Linked DNA regions of Mus musculus: regions 1, 2, 3 and 5 are each linked to region 4. Evidence: chromatin contacts called from public HiChIP or PLAC-seq and promoter capture Hi-C data. All regions are on one chromosome and are shown on one strand. Each heading gives the region's core, a stretch centred on a gene start, on an enhancer-like site or on the middle of the called end of the contact. The rest is flanking DNA. Distances are from core to core; before and after follow the strand shown.

Region 1 (4,364 bases), core at 1,696-4,195, 400 kb before region 4:
TCTTCATAAGATGACAGGTATCTTAATAATTTGTAATGCCTGTATTTTAAAGTATATCATTATTTTTGTTGAATGAACTTAATAGTTTCAAATAGTGCATTTTTCAGGACACCAAATATTATTATTTTTTTTATTTTCTAAGATGTTTTGTTTTTGTTGTTGCTATTGTTCTTCTTCCTCTTGGATACTGGGAGACCAAACATTGGTTAATGTTAGAGGCCATAATATTATAAGTGATGGAGTTCATCAGAAACTGCATAATTTCCTGAGGTTTATGATTAAGCTTATTTCTCTAGCTGGAAACCTGAGGAAAATGCTCCATGATTCCGTGTGTGTGTGTGTGTGTGTGTGTGTGTGTGTGTGTGTCCAGTATCCACATCTCATTTTCTTACTAGAGACTTAACTGAACTTTCATAGTCCCTGCTGAAAACCACAGTGCACTGGGATCTGTTGTGGTGAACAGAGATGCCTAACCTTCATTCATCTTTGCAGGTGTTTTTATATTCTGGTTATAACATTCACAGTCACAGGGTTGTGTGCCTGTACCTTATTCTTTCATTCCTAAGAAAGGTTGATTTTAGTGGTTTTTTTTCCCATTTACTCTTGTTAGAATTATAAGGAGTTATATGAAAACTTGATCAGCAAATCCCACAGACTTGCTCTTCTGGGTTCTCTCTAATCTGTCATTTGTTCTCAAATCTGCAGATGATGGAGACAAGCAGATGGTTCTTGAGTAGGGCAGTGACATGAATCCCTCTTGCATGGTAGCAACATTCATCTGACAGCATGGGTGTGATGGATTGGCATTGTCTGCCTTGTGATAGGCAGAGTTCACAGGAAAAGTCAGTTATTGTGATTTTGATCATGATGGAAGACTCCATTTAAGTTCACTCCAGATCTTGGGTTTCCAATTACAAATTAGGAAAAGGAAACTGGTCTTCACAGGAGAGGATGGCTTGAAGGGATAAATAGAAACATTAATCTTGATAGGCAACAGCTCAGTGTGTGAAAAATATCATCCTGCTTTGAACCTTGTCAACGGTACCCTCTTCAAGCTGCAAACACAAGAGAAGCCATATGCCTACAATAACAACAGCTCAAAGCTTTACACCCTTAAACTCTGCTGACAGAGGAAAGTCCGTTATTGAAGCTGTAATTGGTGAATACCCATTGATAGTTGTATATTATAAATTCAGTGGCATTTGTTTTCAGAGCCTGTGTTCTCATAGTATTTACAGTTGTAGAGGCTCGTTATTAGCAGCTCAGCCAATGGAAGAACCATGTCTGGAGGAAATAGCAAAGATTACCCATAGATTATTTTTTTAAGTTGAGTCAATTATAGAAAATAAATGAATTAAATAACACTGTGAAAAATAGAGCACAGATATCAATAGACAAATGTTCCCCCCAAAAAGAGATTAAGAAAAGAAAAAGTAATAGTTTTGCACATCATTTCAATACTTTCTCAACTGTTCGGTGGCTCCACCATTCTTCAGTTTAATATGTTTAGTCCCAGTTGCATCTACTAGGAAGGGATGTTCCAGCAACCAACCTGAAGGTAGCTGAAACAGACCCTTTATAGTAAGGAGATTCTTTTCACACCATCTATTCTGTGAGAATCCCCAGTGTAAAAATAGTTGCTTAGTTCAGCTAGAAAAGACCTCACAGTGAACATTTTATTGGGTTGAATTGTCATATGTCTTTGGAGCATGTTGGCAATTTATTACTATTTAAAGTATCCGGGATCTTTACCCAGTCATTTAAAGTTTTTGAATTTATACTCAGTAGATATTAAGAAAAGTTCTCAATGAAGTTGAATTAAACATAAAATGTATTTAAAACACATTGTTGATATGGTATGAAATGATGTAAGAAGAAAAAAAAATCACAGCTCAGAGTCCATCAGTATGTGATTGGATTAAAATGGACCTGTTCACAGGCAGCCTGCTCTCCAAAGCCAATTCCTGGCCCATCAAGGCTACATAGTAAAACCTGCCTCCTAGCTCAGTCAACCAATCAGTAATATTGTCCATGCAAAAGACCATTACTAAGCATTAAAATGAACACATGTCTACATATTTGTTGATATCAAAATACATCGGTACTATGTGCAGAATATAAAAACAGGAGCAGGCAGTATGTGTGTTGCTTTCTGTAAAATGACTTGTGTCCGCTAAGCAAAAAGAGATTATAGGAGGCTGCCCTAGTAACTCTACATATCTGTGGCTGGATTTCTTTTCCGTGTTGTCTCTTTTATCCTACACTGGAGGTTTTAACCTTGCCATGTATTAAATTGAATGTTAGAGGGTATAAGGTAGCACTTATTGTCTTAGAAAGCTTTAAAATATATACCAAAGCATGCACTTGAAATTTGATAATGATTAACTACAATATAAATTGAAATTATTATACAGTCTACTTATCCATATCAGAGAAATAAGAAATGCCCAAAATAGGGGCCTTGTAAAAGCCTTCTTGATGGAGACAAAGCACGGAGCCTCTACACTTCAGCATAATGGCTCAGTAAAAGCTTTCTTTGGTTCCTGGGAAACAATACCGTTTCTACGCACCTGAGGGTTAGTCAACAGATAAATGCATTACATGTGTTCCGCCTATTCAACAATATCTCTGGAAGTCATTTTTTATCAATTTTGTGATTTACCTGGAGGAGTAATACTGAACGTCACACAGCATTTAAATAAGCAAGATTGTCACTTCTCCTAAATTGTTTTCTGAAAATCCTATTACACTTTACATTCCAGTCATAATAGCGGCCTTGTCATTATACATCCTGGGCCACGCTCTGCTCATGTCGTTGCTGCTTTGATTCAGAAAATGCCTAAAATAAGCGATTTTCTCCCCTCCTGTCATTTGTTCTGCTTATAGTCTCCGAGAACCTGACGTAATGATCAGCCTTCTAATTCGCATCTCTTTGTCCTCAATCAGCCCACTGATGGGCCTACACCAGATGGTGTGCAGTGACAATTGCAACTCAAGTTTCGGTGGGATTGGTTTATTTTAGGGGGAGGCACATAATAAAAGGGATCTGTGGGCTCAGTTAGGAAAGTGGCTGCCTAAAAACACGAGGGCCTGAGTTTGGATCCCTTGAAGCCCTGGGGAAAGCCAGACATTGTGGCAGCTGCCTGTCATAGTAGTGTGTGGGGAGATCAGAGTCAGAGCAGAGCCAGAAGGATCTGCGGAGTTGTCAGCCGGCCTCTGCAAATCCATGAGCTGCAGCTTCAGTCACAGTCCGTGCCTCAAAAAGTAAAGGTAGCAAGCAGACGATGATGTCTGCCTGGGGCCTTCCATGCTGGTGCCCCTACAGGCACACAGGCACATCCACACCAACAAGTGCACACATCACAGTCAAACAAAACAGCACACCAGTAACGCACACACACACACACACAGATTCACACCACACACATCGATACCCCACACACACCCACACACTATACACACGCATACCAACACCACACACATACATAATACACTCACACACGTACCCACACCATACACACACATAGATGCATACACTCACATACATATTAAAAATACATACACTCACCACATGTACCAACTATACAAACATATACGCACTAAAAGGAGACATACTTTTCTATTACACTTCTCTATTTTAAAAATTCTGAGCACTTGTAAGTTACCGGAAGGGTTAGCGGAGATCTCAGACCCATACCACTGTAAGACTAACTGTTTGTAGAGCTGAAACTTCTCTAATGCTTTTCTTCTGATGCCAAACTGCCTTTACCATTACTCTCTTAAATGCTGACATGCTAAGGACCAGCCCTGAGCTGTTGGCTCTTCGTCTGAACTCTATTTCTGCGATTTCTTTTTATCCTGTGGCTCCAGGTACCACCTAAGTGCTGAGGCCTCTGCGTTTCTGTCCTTAGCCATGTGCTTTGGCTCACCCAGCACCTGCCTTCTGCTACCACTCCTGGATAGTTAACTTAGGCATCTCAAACTTAAAACATCCCATCCTGGAGCCCACAGTTTCCTGCCATGTCTCTTTCTTCCTATCTTTCAACACCCAAATGTCTGATTTCCCCCCACTTTCTCCCTTAGCCCAGTCAGATATGCAGTCCCCAAAGCTAACTGAAACATTTATCCCATAAGTATAATCTACACAACGTAATCTACAACTTGGTTTGCTTACTTCTGACCTCTGAGAAACAAATTCTGAGTTGAGCACTTGCAGAACAGTGCCTCCTCCCTGAATGTCACATCTTGATAGGGGTGACAAAAGCATGCTTCTCTAGGTAGGGGTGATACCCATCACTGAGAATGATGCTTCTGAACTGTATACTTCAAAATAGTAAACTGTTTTATAGGGATTTCATCTTTAA
Region 2 (4,291 bases), core at 600-3,099, 340 kb after region 4:
TCTTCCTCTCCTTCTCCTTCTCCTTCTCCTCCTCCTCCTCCTCCTCCTCCTCCTCCTCCTCCTCCTCCCTCCCTCCCTTTCCCCCTCCTCCTCCTCCTTAATACACTGTATGTATTTCTGTTCCTTAAAAAAGAAAACCAAAGGACTGGAAACCAGCTCAGTGGTTAAGAGCACCTGCTGCTCTTCCAGAGGTCCCAGGTTTGGTTCCCAACACCCACATGATAGCTCACAACTGGAGTCTGTAACTGCAGTCCAGGGGATCTGACACCTCTTCAGCTCTTGGAGAGCATCAGACAACCACATGGTGCATATACATATATACATACATACATACATACATACATACATACATCATGCATGTGTCAGGTCCCAAAGAAACTCAGGGCAAATGGCTGGCTATTAGCATACCGAAGCACACACAGCCCTCCAGGCTCACTGGTACTTGTGGCTCTTCTCACCCCAGCCCCTACCTAAACCTCTCAATCATAGGGACTGCTTCCCTTCCCGCAACTTCCTTTTCCTATGTCGCCCCACCATTACAGACTCTGCACTCTCTTGGTTCTTTTCCCTTTCCCTTGGTTCTCTTGGCTTTTTCCTCTCTTGCACCGCCCCTCCTGCCCCGCCCCTCTCTTGGCTTTTTCCTCTTTTGCCCCGCCCCTCTCTTGGCTTTTTCCATTCTTGCCCCGCCCCTCCTTGCTCCTCTCTTCTCTTCCTTCCTACTCTATTTTCTCTCTCCTCTCATGGCCCGGTCTTTTCTGCTGGCCATGTTCAATCTGGATGTGTAGCTTCAATTCCAGGGGTCCACTTCCCTCTCTGGTCTCAGGTGACACCAGTCATGCTGACATACATGCAGGCAAGAGACCATATACATAAAATGAAACAAAAAAAATAGGGGCTTGGAGAGATGGCTCAGTGGTTAAAAGCACTGGCTGTTCTTCCAAAGTACCTGGGTTCAATTCCCAGCACCCACACGGCAGCTCACAACTGTCTACACTCACGTGAACACGCATGTAGGCAGAACACCAATGTACCGATATACATAAAAATACAAATAAATACATTTTAAAAGTTAAAAAATAAGTGAAAACAAAAACACAACTGAGCCTCCCTCACAAGCACCAAAACAAACAACAAGACAACAGAAGAAGAAGAAAAAAAAAAAAACCAGAAAAAAACCCCCACCTCTCCATCTTAGAGAAAATGTTTTGCTTTTGTGGAACACTAAGAGGCAGCTTCCCCACTCCATTGTATGCATTTTTTGACAGTTTCAGAAACAGGGAGAGCAATCCTGTCCCACCTGAGACTTTTAACGGAGCTCGTGGGCTTTAGATTTCATCCATCTTTCTCAGCAAAGGCACGGTTTATGTTATTGGTTTGCCCTGAGGACAAGCGCTGCCCAGAGCTAGGCCTTGAGCCAGCACCCACATCTTCAAGAGACAGCACCGGAAAATTAACACTGGTTTCATTGCTCTTCCCTGGGCGATGCCTCCATCTTCTTTTCTCAACGTTTTCTTTCACTACTTTCCTTCCTCACAGACAAACCACCCAAGCCACAAGAAGATTATATGTAAGTTGGGGTAAATACACAAATGTAGTAGCTTAGTGCTTGAAATAGCCCGATTGTGATTGACCACAGAGAAGTATGCGTCCCAGTAGACAGGCCCAGGGCAGAGTGCCAGGCTCATTCCCTGCCTCTTTAGGCCTCTGTTTCCCTCCTATCACCACTCTTCCTACCCTGCCTTCTTGCTTCCATCCGGGAGCCAGGATCCAGCCCCTTCTCGCGGTCCTTGCGGACCTGCCCCTCCCCCGGCTTTTCCCGGGAATGCAGGACACTGCCACAGCAGTGTCCACTTCCCGTGCAGACTGAGACTCCTCCCTTCTTCTGCATGTCCCTCCCTACCGGGTCAGCTCCAGGGCGTCTGCCTCCTGCTGACTTGCTCTTCACCATTAGACAAGGTAGGTGCTGGTCGCTGGGGACAGACAAACCTGCTGGACCTTGCCTGTGGCTTTGCAGGAAAAGGGCTTTTGCTGGTGCAGATGTGAGGCGCTTCCAGGATCATTTTCCAAAATGAGCTGCCATATATACTGTCCTGGCAAAAATGGCAAGGACCACAGCCAGCCCTAGGTGCCCACCCTTGACTTCTGAGGATATTTTTCTGTAGGTATTCAGATGTTTGCTTTTAAAAACAGCTGAGAGTTTGTAGTCAAACTCACGTCCCTGAGAAGAACCCTTCTTCCCTGACCTTAAATACTATTTTTAGGCTGGGCATTTTGATTATATTGTTGTTGTTGTTGTTGTTGTTGTTGTTGTTTTGTGAAGATGGAATCATGAACAAACTGAGCATATTTGCATTAAACTCAGTACCCACGTCTGGCAACAGTTCTTCTGGGTGGATAGAAGCAAAGACAGGCTGTCATATAAGAATATGACATCCTAGATGGTGGGTGGATCTTGCCAAGACAGTGTGGTTTTACACTCCATGGCCACTGGGGTTGGCCCAGGTCCTAAAGAGACTGGCCGATGCAGTTTATATCCACTTGCTGACAGAAAAGGACACCTGTTGTCCCCAGAGTCCGTTTAAAACAAGGTAGTCAGAATGGAGCCCTGGGCACACACACACCACGGGACAGCCTGCTGGGCCTGCAACAGAGAGAACAGACCAAAGGCATGGCAGTGATTGGCATGATTAAAGAGGTCTCTATGTGCCGCTTAGGTCTAGTTTTCTATCTAACGCTGTCCAAACCGTGGACCTGCTGCAGACCGTGCACATGGTCAGGAAAACTAAGTACTTGGGGGAGGGAACAGCAGAATCACTCAAGGCTAGGAGTTGGCTCTGCCTTCCTCAGGGCAGGACACAAAATCAGGCGCAGTGAAGTTTCTACAACCTTTAACCTGGCAGGCTGCCAGCCCCTCCCTCCTTAAACACCAGCTTTCTACAGGATCAAACTTGCCCTTGTACTCTGAGCCCATGTCTGTGACTCCTTTTTGCAGGTACTTCCTGCTGCAATCTTGTTTGTGCACTCTGAGCTTGTTAAGGCTCTCTATCTATCTATCTATCTATCTATCTCTATATATATATACTTCTTTTGGACAAGTTCATTGTGTGATCTGACTTCTGAGCTACACCAATCCTCAGAGCTTTAAATCAGGAAATCTGTACTCTGAGACATGCTTTCTTGCTGTGTCTGACTTCCAGGGGGCAGGGAAAGTGATAGAGTTTTGCTCCTAAAAGACAGCCTTCCACAAAAGGTGAACATTCATCCAGGTGTAAACAGCCGAGGGTTTATGGTAGTCACGACAGAGGGGACTGATGTTCTAGCTGATTCGAGAAAGATGTCACAAAGAGCAGACTTAGATCCAGCAAGGGAAGACCCCAGGAAGGTGTCTATGACACCTATGACAAAGGAGACATGGAAAACCCTTGGAGGGGATGAGGGAGCCCTTGGTGGAGGTGAGGTGGCCCTTGAAGGGGATGAGGTGGCCCTTGGTGGAGGTGAGGTGGCCCTTGGAGGAGGTGAGGTGGCCCTTGGAGGAGGTGAGGTGGCCCTTGAAATTTGCCCATCACACCTACAACAGGAATGTAGGTTGTGCTCAAGCTCCTTGTGTAGCCAAGGGCAACCCTGAACTTTTGCCTTTTACCTCCTCAGTGATCAGATTACAGGTCCGTGCCACCATGCTGTATTTGAGGTCTGGCGATTGAATCCAGGGCTTCATGCATGCCAGATGAGCACTCTCTCCACCAACTGAATGACCCCAGCCCACATTGTCCTTTGCCTTGTCATTTATAGAGAGATTTGCCTGAGGGGGGCAGGCTGGTAGGAGCAACAAATGCCCTACTACAGGAAAAAGCCTGTGACTGATAAATTTGCAGTGTCTCCCATGAACAATTATGGGGAATCTAGTACTTTGTGCCAATAGCCATCGTCCTGGCCAGACATTATCATCAGGATGTTGTTCTTAGGGCAATGGTCCCACAACAAGTTCCCTGACTTTAGGAGGCTCTGCCAGTGGGGATTATGGACTTGCTCTAAGGGTATGTGTAGCCTCAAACACACAGTTAATGAGCCTGCCCCAAGTCAAGAGGAACAGGAACCCCACCACTCCCACGAAGGACCCGATACTGTGCAGAAGAAACCACGCTTCCTCGCAGAGTGCCCTCCCTCTGTGGCTCACTCCCTGGCTCTCTCCCATGGATCTGAATTTTGCAATTCTTTGTAGGTCACGGGTTATTGGTTAGGATGGGAGATTTCCAAACAGTGTCCTCCTGCCTGTTATAATCAATCCCCTTCC
Region 3 (4,744 bases), core at 468-2,967, 300 kb before region 4:
GGACTTGAAGCTCCATATTGTCCATTAAGCCATTGCTATCAGATGTCACCAACTAGAAAATGGAAGCAGCCATTCAGAAACAGGCTTGAAAGCACCAAACCTACAGGGTTGATGAACACAGTAACTTTTTGTGAATGAAAAGAGTAGAATTTACCAACATATTAGATTATGTTCAAGAGATAGTACAGTTTACTCTTGTCAACTAATTGGCTCTAAATACTGTGTCAAAAATGATTATTTGTGTAGAGAAATGCTATACAGCACTTTACATGTTAAGGAGAAAGAAATGATGACATTGAGCCAAGAACAACTAAAAAGAAAGGCTAGTGTGGCCATCTTGTGTCTTCTGTCAGTTGTCTCTGAAAGTTTCGGTGACATCACCTGGGATCATGAGCTTAAAGGATCCTCTTTCTGAGGTGTCCACACACTGTGTCCTCCCCGCAGCAGATGCCCCTTTCCCAAGAGATGCTGCACCACCATCCATCAAGCCACAGTAGCTCCTTCCTTGGCTGGTTCTTAATAGCAATGGTCCCTATTTAAGATGTTTCCACTTACAGCCTTTTAATTAAGATACTACGACAATAATATGCATGCAGAAAAAAAAAACTTCTTTGAATTTTGAATTTTTATTTTATCTCATGCTGATGGTGTGTCATACCATATTCTCTTCCAATACTGGGTAGTGGCATTAAGTGACAAATTCAAATCAGGCATGAAATCATGGGGAAAGAACTCATGTTCCGCCATGTGCCATGTTGCTAAGCTATGATGTTCAGTAAGTTGGGTGTCGTAAATGCATTCGCTTACAATACTGTCAACTTATAATGGCTTGTTGTGACATAACTGCAAGCCAATGAGGATCACTGTATGCAACATTGCTTACTGGTCTTGTTTCTTTCCCCTCCACTGGGGAATGAGCTAATAAGGGATGGATGCCTTGTCTTATTCTCTGATGTATTCTGTGTGTCTGCAATGGTATGTGACCCCTAAGAGAGACTTGATGAATATTGGCTGAGTGGATAGCTGAGTTACATTTAAGAAAAATGTTAAGTGAACAAATTAAAGGAAACACAAACCAGAGAAAAGGATTCCATGTTTATGAACAGCCAAAAAGTCTGTTCATTTTCTCCTTAACTGTTGTAGTTGCATGAGGGTGGGCCCTTAGAATCTCAGAAGGAATCCAGCTTTTTTCCACCATTGGTTCTGAGGTCTCAGTTTAAATTTCAGCTCTCTTGGGCTATCCCCTTAATTGGCGTGAGAGTGGGCTGACAGCCACATTTGCACTCGAGGGAAGGATCATCTTCAGAGGGCTCCATTATTAGGAAGTGGTTGACTAAGCAACGGTCACACTAGTCCATTACATCTACGGAGAAGCAAGCAGTACCACAGTCTGGAGCCTAGCTGCCTCTGTGTTCCTTGTCTTCCCATTGGGCTGTTTCCATGACTATGCATATGTCTCTGCAAACTGAGGTTGAGTGTGCTATATACAAAGGTCCTGGATTCTTCCTAATGACAGGGCACAGCAGCTAAAGTTAATGCCTATACATAACATTCTTTGCAACATTCAGAAATGTTAATTTTCCCTCTATGTGATGAAGGTTGGTTTGGGGTCGGGGGTTGGGGGAGATTAGCTTCGGTGAAAAGACTGTATCATAGCACATCCCTTTATGGTTCCATTTCGAAGCTTATTTCAGCACTGGACAGTTCCCAGAACTGCACAGTTCCCAATGGAGCCCATAGTCCTCACCCTTCACTACTCAACAGAACAGAGTCCCTAAGGCACATGTGGGCTTGCACCTCCTGACCTCTCATGTTACTTGAAGCCCGGCTTGGGTATCCCTTCCTGATGAAAGCTACTTCCCTGACTCAGAACTTTTCACATGTGCTCTAAAGCAGGGATTAATCGGTTAGGGATAGAGTTATGTTTAATTATTCATTGTTTTGAAGCTTAAATTTTATTTCCGGAATTTTATACATGATTATTTTCTTTGTAATACCTACCCTTTCCTCTACCACTCCAGCTCCTCCCATGTCCTTTCCCTACTCCCTCCCAAATTATTGGCCATAAACTCCTTAATTATTATTATTGTTGTGCGTACACATACCCGCTGAGTCCAGTTAATGTTAATAATAATTAAATCCTTTAATTATTATTATTGCAAATAAATTCTTTAATTATTTTCATATTTTATGTTTAATAAATTTTTGTGTTTAATAATTATAATTACTATGGCTGTACATGCATACACCTGCTGAGTCCAGTTAATGTTGCTAGTGTTTGTATGTGCATAAAGCTGACCGCTTGGGATTGGATAATCTGTCAGGGTGCACCCCTGAGTTGTATTTATTTTGATATTCCATGATGCCTGGAGCTTTTCTGTGCCTGTAATAGGCGCTCAGAGTACATTTGCTGAGTATATTCATCCATCAGTGATGGATGGATGAATAGTACGTTACTTATTATGAAGAGTAGATCTAGAGGGGCATTACAGGATCCCAAGTGAGGAGACGGATGAGTGGAGGGAATTGTGTGGTCCAGCCTTTACCTACAAAGTCCAGGAACTTGAGGAGATGCTGCAGGTATCCTGTCAAATCCATGATTGTAAGCAGACTCATTTAGATGAGATTTGGGATTTGGTGGGAAACAACACTTTCCACATATGACTGAGTCGCCCATTGCCGATGATGTCTGTGCTGGCAGGGCACCTGCATCCCCAAAGCATGGTGACAGAGTATCTCACTTGGCTCCCCTGAGTGATGATGGTTCCAGGCCACATCTCTGGCAGGCAAGCCAGGTCTAGAATGCCGTCAGCATCTTTCTAATTCCCTGGCACATCTCCCTGAACTGAAGGGGAGAGTGTGTCCATCACTTCATGAGCCAGGACCCCTTTGCTCTCTGACATTACCACCCCCTGGTGTTGCCACGAGAACACAACCTTTCTATATTGGTTGTTCTTCGCTTTGGCTAAACTTTTTTCTTTGTCACCCAATGGGGCTTCTCTCTGGGCACAGGCCTCCCTGCCTGTCCTAACAGCAAAGGAGGCACCGCTGGCTGTTTTTGAAACCAGCAAGGAGCTGTTTCCTACCATGTGTCCCTAAAAATGAACAAAAGTGGAGCACAAGCCCTCCCTGGGTAGCAGGCAAATGCAGCTCGTACTCCACACAATAATGAGATCTAGGCTGCAAACCCACTGCGCGTCTTTCAGTTTTGAGTCTCTCTCTTCTTTCATCAGTGGGAATGGAAGACTACTCTGTCCTAACTTTCTTCCTTTGTCCCAATTTATTTTAAATATTTAGGTTTAAAAATATTTTTGGCCATTCTAAAAACTTAATAGAGTATGCTGGCGATCTTTAAAGAATGACAGAAAATGTTCCGTATTTAACCAAAATGAATGAGGAGATGACAGAAGTAGTCCATAGGATTACAAGTTCGTCTCTCCGTACACCAGATCTTTATGCAATGAGACGGTGTACTTTCTCTGGAGGCCTGCAGGAGGAGCTGCTGTGCAGAAGACAAACGGTGGGGAATCACCATTGAGCTACTGCTGATCCGAGGGGAAACATGGCTTGTAAATGTTATCCATCCCATGAGTGAATTTTTGACCAGTATCTGCACTTAAAGAATTCAAAACCTAGCAATACTTACTTTCAGCTAAACTTTGACATATGTTCTTACCTAAACCTGAAGTCACAAATGTATGTTTTTGAGGACTAAACAGATACCAGCACCTTTGTCGTGGCCTCCGTAACAGTGATTCCTTTGAAATCATTGTGAAAACTCTATGTGAATTTGGAAGCTTAGAATTAAGAAACACCCTGGTCACCATGCAATTCCTGTTTGGAATATGGTGTTGTGCTGTGTCTCCTGGCAGAACTAAAAAGCAGAGAGCTCTACAAGGTTCTGTCCACTAATTCAGACAGATATATGCATGTATGCCTGCATGCATTGGTTATTCCCCAACCTGTGGCAGTTGATCAGATGTAGCAAAGGCTTCTGGGCCACATTAACTCCATTCTGGGAAGCAGGCCTCACAAGCAATATTCGTCACATCACACAAGAAGCACGTTCTTCATCTGTTCCCTTGACCCTGACTAATCTCTTGAGTCCAGGGAACGTCTCCAGCCTCTGGGAAACTCCAGACACTGCGGGAGGCAATGTACCCTTTTAACCCTGGGAAAGTATAAACTTCGCTTTATTAAGTAGATCTGAGGACATTTTAGAAACCTACCTTCTCTGCATCCCAAAACATGCTCTTCAGCCTAGGGCAGATGTTGTTTTAATTAAAACACGTGTAATTTCAATTAGTATTTTAAGAAGAAATCTGATTTTTCCAGACAGGGTGATTTATGAGAACATTCTCTGCTGCCTCACATTAGTAATTTGGTTTCAAAAGCCAGATCCTAGCAAAAGGAGAGCTCTGCGCTTCAGCCAAACATTTACATCTTCAGATTTTGTACCCTAACCCCCAGGACCCAGTCTCCCAAAGGCTGCTTCTCTTTCCTGTGAAACCATGACTTCTCTGTTAATGAAGTTTGGACTCTCATTGGAGAATGTTGGTGACTGGGTCTGGAAGATAAGAATGCCTTGGCAGGGTAGTTATAAATAAATCAAAGAGTCAAAAATTATTTTATTAGGTGGGAATTTAATGGCTCATCCCTTGGAAATGTTTCACATAGGTAAAAAGCAAAAATGAGAATTTTTATAGTTGCTTCCAATTCAGCTTAAAGGCTTCAGAGAAGAGGA
Region 4 (4,952 bases), core at 2,103-4,602:
GCCAAGGTTGGTCATTTCTTTCTTCAAATGTCTTTTACTAAACTATGTTTGTATGAGACTGGAATTGACTCCACGTACTTTATTAGCTATTGAATAGCTTCTGAAAACCCCTCAGATAGCTTCTCGCCCTATGACTAAGGGCAAGTTGAAACTCAAGTGAAACCCCCAAGGTCTGCTTGCTTCTGTGCCTCTCTCTCTCTCTCTCTCTCTCTCTCTCTCTCTCTCTCTCTCTGTGTGTGTGTGTGTGTGTGTGTGTGTGTGTGTGTGTGTGTGTGTATGTGTGTGTGTGTGTGTGTGTAAAATATATGGCACAATTTCATTTCTTCTTTGACTTTTGGAACCTGTGTGGATAACAAATCAATTATACTTAATTTTATTTATATCTTCTATAGTATAATAAAGAAATATCTTTGATGCTATGAAGCTAAGTCAAGAATGACAGCCACCCTCCTTTTATGAGCCAAGACAACAATGTGAAAGAATTTTGTGTGGTGAGTAAGAATATAAAAACTCTCATCCAGAAGGCAGCAGCCCAGAAAGACAGAAAGTAGAGGCTCATCTGGAAAAAGGAAGCAGTGTTCATCTGGCTGACACACAGAGTCATTTTTATATGCCATACGCGGGGCAATGCATGATGATTTAAAAAAAAAAAACAGTGCAGGAATAAAAATATATTCTTTAGTGTACTATGGTTTACAAGTACTTTCAACTATGCAATCTGGACAACGGAAAGAGAAGGTTCTCTCAGGCCTCCCCATCCAGACCCAGTGCCTACAGTCTCCATCAGAGAAGCCACATCTGAGGATGCTGTAGGAGTCACTGGGATGATACAGAACCGCATCACCACTGAACCGGAAACCTCACAACACCAGCAGCCATCATGGTTCAGATCTGGAATGTTTCTCAGGGGTGCACGTGGCAAAGGCTTGACACCCAGTCTGGCAATATTTGTTGATGGGAGAACCTTTAAAAGATGGGGTCTAACGGGAGACTTTTGGGTCATTGAAGGAATCTGTTTGAAGGACGTGTGGAACTCTGAGTTTTTCCTCTTTCATTTGCTCCCCCAGCCATGAGGTGAACAGATTGGAGCCACTGTGTTGCTGCAGGCTCAAAAGCAATGGGGCCAGTAAGGAAGGCACTGGAATCTCCAAAGCTATGGTCATAAGATTTTGTTGTTATTTTTTAATGTATTTATTTAATTCTGCAGTGGGGATAGAACCAGGGTGTGGCTCCTGCAAGGGAAGCTGTGGAAAACTGAAGTACGCTGCCTCCGAATCTCTCCTTTTCAGGCAAGTTACTGCAGGTGTTTGTGGGAGTGCTGAGAAGCTAACATCCCCGGGGGGGGGGGGGTGGCACAGCCCTCTGCCCTCCGATGTCTTTCTTGCAGATAGGGAAACCACAGGGCTCAATGACGTCACTAAGGTTCAAAACAGACAATGGCAGGGAGAATTCGCACCTTCTGTGACTTCTTCACTCTTTCCAGATTCTGTTTAGAAAACAGCCTACTTAGAGAAAAGTAGGAAATGTCCTCCAAAACCCTTACCCAGAAGTCAGCCAGCACTAGGAGGAAATGCTGCTGGGCTGAGAAACCTGGTATCTGGGCCCAGCTCACATTCACCAGACTGAAATGACTCTTTCACCTCCTCCCCCTCCCGCTCCCCCTTCCCCTCTCTCTATCTCTTTCTCTGTGTATGTTCTTGTTAAAAATGAATTATCCTCTCTCATCCCTAGAACCATTTAAGATTCAATTAACACCAGTCAACATTACTAGAATCTGTTCGGTAGACACCAGTGCATAGAATGCTCCCAGAGTGGTACTCAACATGTAGACTGTACCTGTGACAGACTGGGCTGGACATGCCCACACCCACCCACATGCCTCCTCCACAAGTGAAAGTGAATGAATATACTATTATATCCTAAGCATCCACTCCATTTTCTGTGTAGGCCCCATTTGTTGCTCTCTGTTAAGACAACATTGTAGGAGACCCATTGCCTCTCTGTTCCAGGATTATATGGGTCTTTTGCGATTGCCATGGCTAAGGGCCTGGAATATAAGTGAAAACCATATACCAGGCTTCTCCTTCCATGGAGCTGACAGTCCAGTCCATGGAGAATTCCAGTAAATGAGCAGAGAGAAATAAGGACGGCCAGATGAGGTTGATCGCATGGAGGCAGTAAAAAACATGAACAGAAACATGAGCCGGGCACCTTGGCTACATTCTCAGATCCCACAGGTCAGCTGACTTCACAAGCTGGTTGTACTATAGGAAGGAGTCAGTCATGTAGATATCTGGAGGAATCAGTGCTCAGTGATGGGAATAGCAGATGCCAAGACCAGAAGAACTGGCCTGTCCCACTAAAGAAGGATCAGAACAACCAATATGGGTCAAGGAGCCATAAGCAATGAGCTGCTAGTTTGCCAGGCCCTGTCACGAAAAAAGCCTTGTGGGTTGTATGTGCTACAGGTTGCATTTGATGGCCACAAGGGCTTCAAACCTCCTCGACTAAGAAATTGTTTCTATGCAAGCCTGCAAACCACTTGCCTCTTGAGAACCGCGAGCTAAATAATTCTGAGTAATTTATGAATTACTCAGACGCCAACATCATTACAGTGGAAAGCACCCCAGGAACGTGTAGGGAAGAGGGCCAAGGATGATGCACGGGAGATACAAATATTTACAAGTCTACAGAGAAGCTTGCCAAGCCGAATGGCAGCCACGGTGGTCTGGACAAGGCAGAGACATGGCGTCCCTAAAGCTAAAGAACATCCAGAGCTGTCTGCAGTGCTCCTACGAGATCAAAGGCACTGGACAAGTGACCTTCGGATTTGGCAGCCTGGGGTCAGGGAGAGGTTCTGAGAGATCAGTCAAGAGGTTCTGAGAGTAAGGAAGGAGTAGAGAGGTGTGGCACCCTGCCTCTTTTAATAGCTGGGTCGTCTAAGATCCGTGTGCAGCCTGGAAGGGATGGTGGCAGGCCCTTTTCTAAAGATAGAAGACTGCTGATCTTGCAGAGCTGCGAGTTCTAGAGAGTAACGGATAAGTTTTGCTGCAAAGTGAGCCAAGGAGCCAGGAGCTGCCATCTCTGAACGAAACCCCGCGCTGGGGTCTCGAACCACCAGCAGGCTACGCTTCCCTCAGTGACAGCTTGGCTAGTGAACACGCACCACGGGTCCAGCCCCTCGCTGGTCGCAGGGCCGCCCCGCCCTTCACGTACACACGCGCCCTGTCATCCTTCCCATACAATAGCCTTGGAGTCGTACGTGGCGCTGGCCGCTGCGCATGCTCCACAAGGACGGGCGGGGCGAGGCGAGGCGGCTCACAGAGTTCGGGTGGGCGGGACCGTGCCACGCAGCCGTTTGGAGCCACGCCCCCCTGCCCGGGGCGGCAGTGCGCGTTCCCGAGCAGCGCGCGCCTCACGCCTTCCCCCGAGTCCTCGCGCGCGCACTGACGCCCACCCCGCGGCTGCCGTCGCCCCTCCGAAAACCAGCGGCGCCATGTCTTCGCCTCCAGAAGGAAAGCTGGAGACCAAAGCTGGACACCCGCCCGCCGGTACTGACTGGTTTGCACTATGTCTTGGGGCGCCGGGAGGGGACAGGGCAGGATCGGGGTCCCAGTGCCCCGGTGCCCCTTGCTTGTGTGCTGCGCAGGCGCGCAGGTGAGCGGGCCCGGGGTGCAGGTGAGCGGGTCGCGGGATCCAGCCCTCCCCGGCGGGGACACCCTAGTTGTACAAGTCAAAACTCAAAAGTAGGCAGTTTTTATGAGATTGCACAGATGTTTGCGTGGGAGACCCCCAACAATTAAAAGGTAGTGTTGTATCATGATGATTAATCGTGGGCTGACAGCATTTCACACTGACAGACCAAAGAAGCGGAAATAATTATGATCATTAATCACCCGGCATGACTTCCTTTATTCATTTAATTTTCGCATCCAACTCCCTCTTGAAAGTGGTTAAAACGGTATTTTTTTAAAGCAAACCCGGAACTTCTGAGCCAAAACTTCTTTTTACTGGCAGTTCAGTCCAGTAAAGAGCCACCTCTCTTAGGAAATGGTGAGCAACCTTTGTGTGCCTTGGGCAGCCGCCTCCACTCAGTTCCTGTTTGTTCCTCCATGGCTGGAGGAGTTGGCATTTCTACTGCCCTTTCTGGTGGCAGAGATACCTGTGGAAGCACCACAGAGAGCCAGCCTGGAAACCGTGGGTCCTAGAAGCCAAGTCTCCTGTGGTATAAAACCAGGGCATCTCCCTGCAGACCTTGGAGGACTGTGTGGGGTAGGGACACATCTGTACCATCTTTCTGTAGTAAAAACTTAGACTCTCCAGCTGCTGGCCCCACTGGAGAACAGGAGGAGAGAGGAAACTGCCTTTAAAGTATGCTGTATTTCAAAGCTGATTCACTATGACAGTGCTTCTCAACTCGCCTAACTGGGGTTAGGAGTTATAGCTACGGGAGTCTTTGTGTTCAGTGTAAGATACTATGCTAGAGTATGGAAGGCTCTGGGTTCAATTCTCACTTCTTACAATACAAATTAACTTGTGGAAAGATTACCTTTAAGATACTGGCTCCTATCCCTAACCAAGTCTGTCCGCAATGGGTACCGGCTTGCTTCGCCAGTGGCGTCTCACTGAGTATATTAAACCACCTTCAGGGTAGGCCCTATGCCCCAGTAAATAGATGGCCAACGCAAAACGAACTCAGTGGTATTTTTGTAGACTTCCTGTCTCATGTGGTTTTCTTTGAGCATTTTTTAAAATCTTACTAGTGTATTGCTTGTGTATTTTGGTTTGTGGTTTTGTGGACTCTGTGTGTGTGTGTGTGTGTGTGTGTGTGTGAGAGAGAGAGAGAGAGAGAGAGAGAGAGAGAGAGAGAGGTATGGTGGGTAGGAATTGGGGGAAAAGTTGGAGAGAGGAAAAACATAATCAGACTATATTGTATGAAAAAAATCTACTAA
Region 5 (4,372 bases), core at 1,412-3,911, 480 kb before region 4:
GGAGGCTTCTTATCTGCTGTTTTAAGCTTTCTCACGATAATAAGGAATAAGGATTGGGTTGCAATAATCCAATAAAGCCACACAAAGAAAGTATTAAGAGACACAGCCCAGAAGCACAATGCTGGTTACCCATTTAAGGAGAAAGGAGCTTGATCCCTCCTGAAGCTGCTTCTAACGGTGCCCTGTACTGAAGCCGGATCCTGTATTTTCCATGAGCTTTGCATTATCTTTGGTTTCCCAGACATGTAAAAATCCGTCTAACCAGAAATGTGACACTGGAGAAGGATAAGAAAATGTGAAATTAAGCATTAGAATATCAGGTTTATGTTCCCTTTTGTACTACATTGTTTTCCTTGGACATACTTAATGGTCTTACAGAAATACAATCATATATCTGACAGCCCATGTCACATGTTGTATGGTGTATTTCTCCAGCAATTAGGCTTACTATAGATTGATTATATAGCATACCACTTCAGTGTGTGAGCCTCTGGGCATGCACATGAGTATCTGGATGTCAGAACTTCAGGGGAAAAAAAAAACCATAATGGAGAAAACCCCTACTGTACTCACAGTTTCTGCTCATGAGCAAAATAAAAATAAAAATGACCCCATTTAGAGGAAGTCCCTAAAGGAACTAATTCAAGTATATCCTAGTATTCATGGAAAGTTGACTCAAAATTGAGGGCATAGTTCAAATTTCGTCCGTTTCATTGTGGAGGTTTACTTTCTGATTTTGGTTCAGTGGAAAATGTTTTGACATTAACTGCTGCGTGGAGAGTATTCCCAGGATCTACACAGTCACACGGCTCAAGATTCCACGTCTAAAATTTGCATCAGTAGATGGTTTTATAATATGGAGTTCGGAGTGGGTATGTGGTTCTGAACATGTCTGCCATTTGTGGGGCATGGGGATTATTCCTGTAAGAATCATTCTGTAAGGAGCTGCAGAGAGCAAGTTCAGACAGTAACTCTTTCCAACAAGAGGTGTTTTTTTTAGATATGTATTTACCCTTTGCAGACTGTATGTATGTGTTTATGTATGTATGTATGTATGTGTGTGTGCGTGTATATGTTCATATACATACACATGCACATACACATACATATAGTCTCTGGTCATACACATGAATAGTTGGATGTCAAAACTTCAAGAAAAAATGTAATGGAAAAAATCCTACTAGGTTCACATGTGCACATGTGTGTGCATGCATGTGTGTGTGTGTGTGTATACACAAATATATATATATATATATATATATATATATATATATATACACATATACATATACATAACTTTTTAAAATTAAATGTTTACTAAAGCTCAAAGAAAGCAGTAGAGTATGAAATGCATCACCGAGGAAAGCAAACATTCGTAGTTGGTTTCTCTCCCCAGTGACCTGTGAGCATGTTGCTAGCAAGCACTTGCAATAGTGCAAATGTTTAAAAGAGTCAAAATACACACAACTCAGTGTCATGGAAATTGGATATTAAAAGGAAAAAAAAATAATTTCCAGGACAGGCCACCAATGCAAGTGCTTACAGGCTTCTGAACTCTCAGTGTTGAAGTGTATTTCTGTGAGAAAAAGTAAAGATCATAATGATATCAATGGGCCATCATTTTATAGCACCTTTTATGTAACATTTTATATGTGCTTCCTAGGCCATTTTAAAAGTTAAGGAAGTAGAAACGTGACAGAATTGACTCCTTAACTCACTCAGTCTATTCCTCAGAATTATAATTATTAGGGCTTTGAAGATAGCTTGGTTGATAAAGGGTTTTTGACCCCAGTCAAACTGATGAGGTCCAGGGAAAAAGGAGATCCTGTCTCAAAAAGAAGGTGAGCATCACTGAGCAGCAACGCCCGGGGTTGACCTTTAACCTCCCCATACACCCGCATACAATGCGCATGCACCTCTGAGCATGCTCACACACATTTACTGAAGCCTTAGTGGTTTCTTCTAGATGCTTCCATGCGTGCATTGGTCGCCATTAACGGATTTGCATGATTTACCTTCTCAGTGCCTCTGGAAGAGCCAATGTGCAGGACACAGAGGAGACCTACACTCTTGTTGCCCCTTCATGTCTCTGAAGACCCAATTCGTCCACCTTCTCTGCATCCCACCTTCAATGGTGACCATGCTGACATTCAAAGCAGCATTTTCTGGAACTTTACAGCCACTGCTCAAGCATTTATAACTCCTTTGCAGGGACTGGGATTTTTCTGTCCCACCATGGGGATTTCTTCCTTCTCTCTTGTACACGACTTCACATTCACCACCGTGAGAGTAAAATGTCTCTTGTTTTCTCTGAGTATTAAATCCATAGACATAAGAAAGAATCTCGCTAAAATGTCCCCACTGGTGAGAGCCCTTTTTTGTTAAGTCCTTTTACAGAATGTTCGTGGGAAACATGACATTTATGTCGCAGGTTTTCTTTTTTGCTTTGCTTATTATCAGGACAAACTTGTCACACACGTACCAAATGTATGCAGTCTTTTAAATTTTCATGGTGGGAATTTGACATTTCAGGTCTGAGCAAATGGGTTGGATCCTTCTCTTTGTTAATCAGTCTCTCACAAGGGGGCTGTACGCACGCAAGAGAGCTGGTGGCTGGTAGAAATCTCTTAAAGTGCTTCTTTATTTGTGTCTCAGTTAACGACTGGTGACATCTAGTGGTCACTGGTGGTGACTGGGTTTGTGGCACTCATGGCTATGCTGGAGAGGCACAGCCAAAGGAAGCTGTAGTATTGGCGTTTGCAGATGGAGGTAGTCAGTTCCCAGCATCTAGTGATGCTGTTCTCTGCCCATTAGCCACCACTGTAACTACTGAGAGCAGGCCCACAGCTGTACGTGCCTCGGTAGACAGTGGCCTGTTAGGGGAACTCCATTCCCCCCCCCCCCATCCCCACACACTCATCCTCTTCGATGATGAGGATTCATCGCTCACAGAAAGCAGTGTCAGATCTGCTTGGCGTATCCGTGGCAGCTAAAAGTAGGAGGCTTGGTCTCCTCTTGGTGTTGTTCTCTGGAAGAGATTCCACATGGGAAGCCAACCTGCGATGGCAGCTTCTTTATTAAATATGTGCAGTGGAAATTATGCTAATTATGCTGGAGTGTAATTATAGACTAGGAAGATTCTCTCACAGTCTGACTTGAATTGTTGTAGATAAATGTGCATTAAGTTAATAGTGTGCCGCTAATTGTGAAAGGTAAAGGGGAGGCAGAGATGTAATCAGTTACTCCATCTTTTAAAGATGCTTGGTCCCAGGCAGAAGGTACCCAGAAAGCCCAGGTATGGGGAAACCCTGCAGTGAGTGTTCTTCATCCATTTGGGTACACAGTTTCAATATGGCACAAAAAATAATCACTGGTGACTGGTTAATCAATTTAATTCCACTAGTCTGTGGCATTCACTACAGAAGGTAGTTACATGCTGTGGCAATTAGCAACTGTAAGTTCTAAGTATGGTTATGGAGTTAATTTTTTAGGCTTTATGCTTTTTTGTGCGTATTTCTGATAATTATGGAAATGAGAAAAATACCCATTGGCACAACTTCAAATGTTCAGCCAAAGATGTATTCCAAGAAACAAATTCTACTTACATGTGACTACAGAATCCAAGTGGTCTTCAAAGTTACCAGTTCCAAGAATGGCATTGGTGGCCTGCTGCGCTGACATGAAGGGCACATCAGTTATCTATATCTGCCAGATAAAGATTTCTGAAACCTACTAGTAAAGTGGCACTATGAAAGCCCCACCCCAGTACCAGCTAACTAAGAGGAAAGCTTTAAAAGCTAGCATACATAGGGAGAATGATGAATGTTTCTGCAAGTAGTATCAGAAAATGTAATGTTTACATGTCTTCTGAGAATGACTGATATCCAGCCAAATACTGAAGGGGAGTTTGGGGAATTCCTCTATGAAGGGAACAGAGATCCGACAGATCCAGCTGTTTAAAGCATTTGTGCTGACAACAGAAAAGGCCACACCTGTAAGTGCTGGCAGAGGTTGACCCCTGTGCAGGGAAAGAAGAGACGTCGTTGTGGGAAAGCATATCCATTTCTAGTGATACTACTGAGCTTTAAAGACGTCCTTATGCTAGCTTTACAGCTTGAAACCCAGTGGAGTCCAGGAGATGTACACCAGGCTTTTCCTGATTTCTTTAATAGACGTTTAGACTATCTTCATTGTACAAGCAAATGCATTTCAAGATAGTAACCATATCCACCCCATTGCCCTCTGGCATCCTACTCCCCATTTAGTGTATGTTTGCAGGGGGCAGGGAGGACAAAGAGGAGAGGTGGGGGTGGGGAGAGACCTATATTCCACATATGAGAAAAAGTGTCCTATTTGTTTTGTGAGTTAACAT

What was found. Promoter capture Hi-C pulls out the DNA fragments that hold promoters and counts their contacts. HiChIP or PLAC-seq counts read pairs in DNA pulled down with a chosen protein or histone mark. Capture Hi-C pulls out chosen DNA fragments and counts their contacts.
Region 1: a promoter capture Hi-C map of hippocampal neurons shows a contact between it and region 4, with 2.4 times the contacts expected there. The contact joins the enhancer-like site here to the promoter of Dap in region 4. A contact is called at or near these places in 2 of 39 promoter capture datasets (cranial neural crest and hippocampal neurons) and 2 of 115 datasets of contacts at active chromatin or transcription factors (SST interneurons and embryonic stem cells).
Region 2: a promoter capture Hi-C map of adipose tissue shows a contact between it and region 4. The contact joins the promoter of Cmbl here to the promoter of Dap in region 4. A contact is called at or near these places in 3 of 39 promoter capture datasets (liver and pre-B cells), 4 of 484 Hi-C or Micro-C datasets (B cells, CD8 T cells, centroblasts and 1 more), 7 of 115 datasets of contacts at active chromatin or transcription factors (the 230-238 cell line, bone marrow-derived macrophages, embryonic stem cells and 4 more) and 2 of 9 other capture datasets (adipose tissue and liver).
Region 3: an H3K4me3 HiChIP or PLAC-seq map of neural tube shows a contact between it and region 4, with 5 times the contacts expected there. The contact joins the enhancer-like site here to the promoter of Dap in region 4. A contact is called at or near these places in 7 of 39 promoter capture datasets (the 3T3-L1 cell line, 3T3-L1-derived adipocytes, Sertoli cells and 3 more), 1 of 15 datasets of contacts at CTCF or cohesin (the NIH/3T3 cell line), 1 of 484 Hi-C or Micro-C datasets (cerebral cortex), 9 of 115 datasets of contacts at active chromatin or transcription factors (the SCID.adh cell line, bone marrow-derived macrophages, embryonic stem cells and 5 more) and 3 of 9 other capture datasets (adipose tissue, embryonic stem cells and pancreatic islet).
Region 5: a promoter capture Hi-C map of hippocampal neurons shows a contact between it and region 4, with 4 times the contacts expected there. The contact joins the enhancer-like site here to the promoter of Dap in region 4. A contact is called at or near these places in 3 of 39 promoter capture datasets (cranial neural crest, embryonic stem cells and hippocampal neurons), 2 of 115 datasets of contacts at active chromatin or transcription factors (embryonic forebrain and large pre-B cells) and 1 of 9 other capture datasets (embryonic stem cells).

What each region holds. Positions count from the first base shown.
Region 1 is chr15:30,824,671-30,829,034 of GRCm38.p6, forward strand. The region is part of intron 11 of Ctnnd2 (catenin (cadherin associated protein), delta 2); the gene reads left to right. Among named protein-coding and RNA genes, the nearest start is that of Gm52177, 110 kb to the right of the region's middle. Within about 2 kb of position 2,946, at least 19 of the 459 cell types and tissues checked have an H3K27ac peak or open chromatin away from gene starts, as enhancers often do. A contact at or near this core is called in hippocampal neurons, where this site is marked.
Region 2 is chr15:31,566,984-31,571,274 of GRCm38.p6, forward strand. Cmbl (carboxymethylenebutenolidase-like (Pseudomonas)) reads left to right here and starts at 1,850. Exons shown (of 6, transcript NM_181588.4): 1 at 1,850-1,956.
Region 3 is chr15:30,924,309-30,929,052 of GRCm38.p6, forward strand. The region is part of intron 17 of Ctnnd2 (catenin (cadherin associated protein), delta 2); the gene reads left to right. Gm52177 (a long non-coding RNA gene) reads right to left here. Exons shown (of 2, transcript XR_003951490.1): 2 at 4,624-4,744. Among named protein-coding and RNA genes, the nearest start is that of Gm52177, 6.2 kb to the right of the region's middle. Within about 2 kb of position 1,718, at least 8 of the 459 cell types and tissues checked have an H3K27ac peak or open chromatin away from gene starts, as enhancers often do. A contact at or near this core is called in neural tube, where this site is marked.
Region 4 is chr15:31,221,033-31,225,984 of GRCm38.p6, forward strand. It overlaps Dap (death-associated protein), which reads left to right and starts at 3,353. Exons shown (of 4, transcript NM_146057.3): 1 at 3,353-3,551. The coding sequence starts at 3,497.
Region 5 is chr15:30,738,235-30,742,606 of GRCm38.p6, forward strand. The region is part of intron 9 of Ctnnd2 (catenin (cadherin associated protein), delta 2); the gene reads left to right. Among named protein-coding and RNA genes, the nearest start is that of Gm41283, 57 kb to the left of the region's middle. Within about 2 kb of position 2,662, at least 17 of the 459 cell types and tissues checked have an H3K27ac peak or open chromatin away from gene starts, as enhancers often do. A contact at or near this core is called in hippocampal neurons, where this site is marked.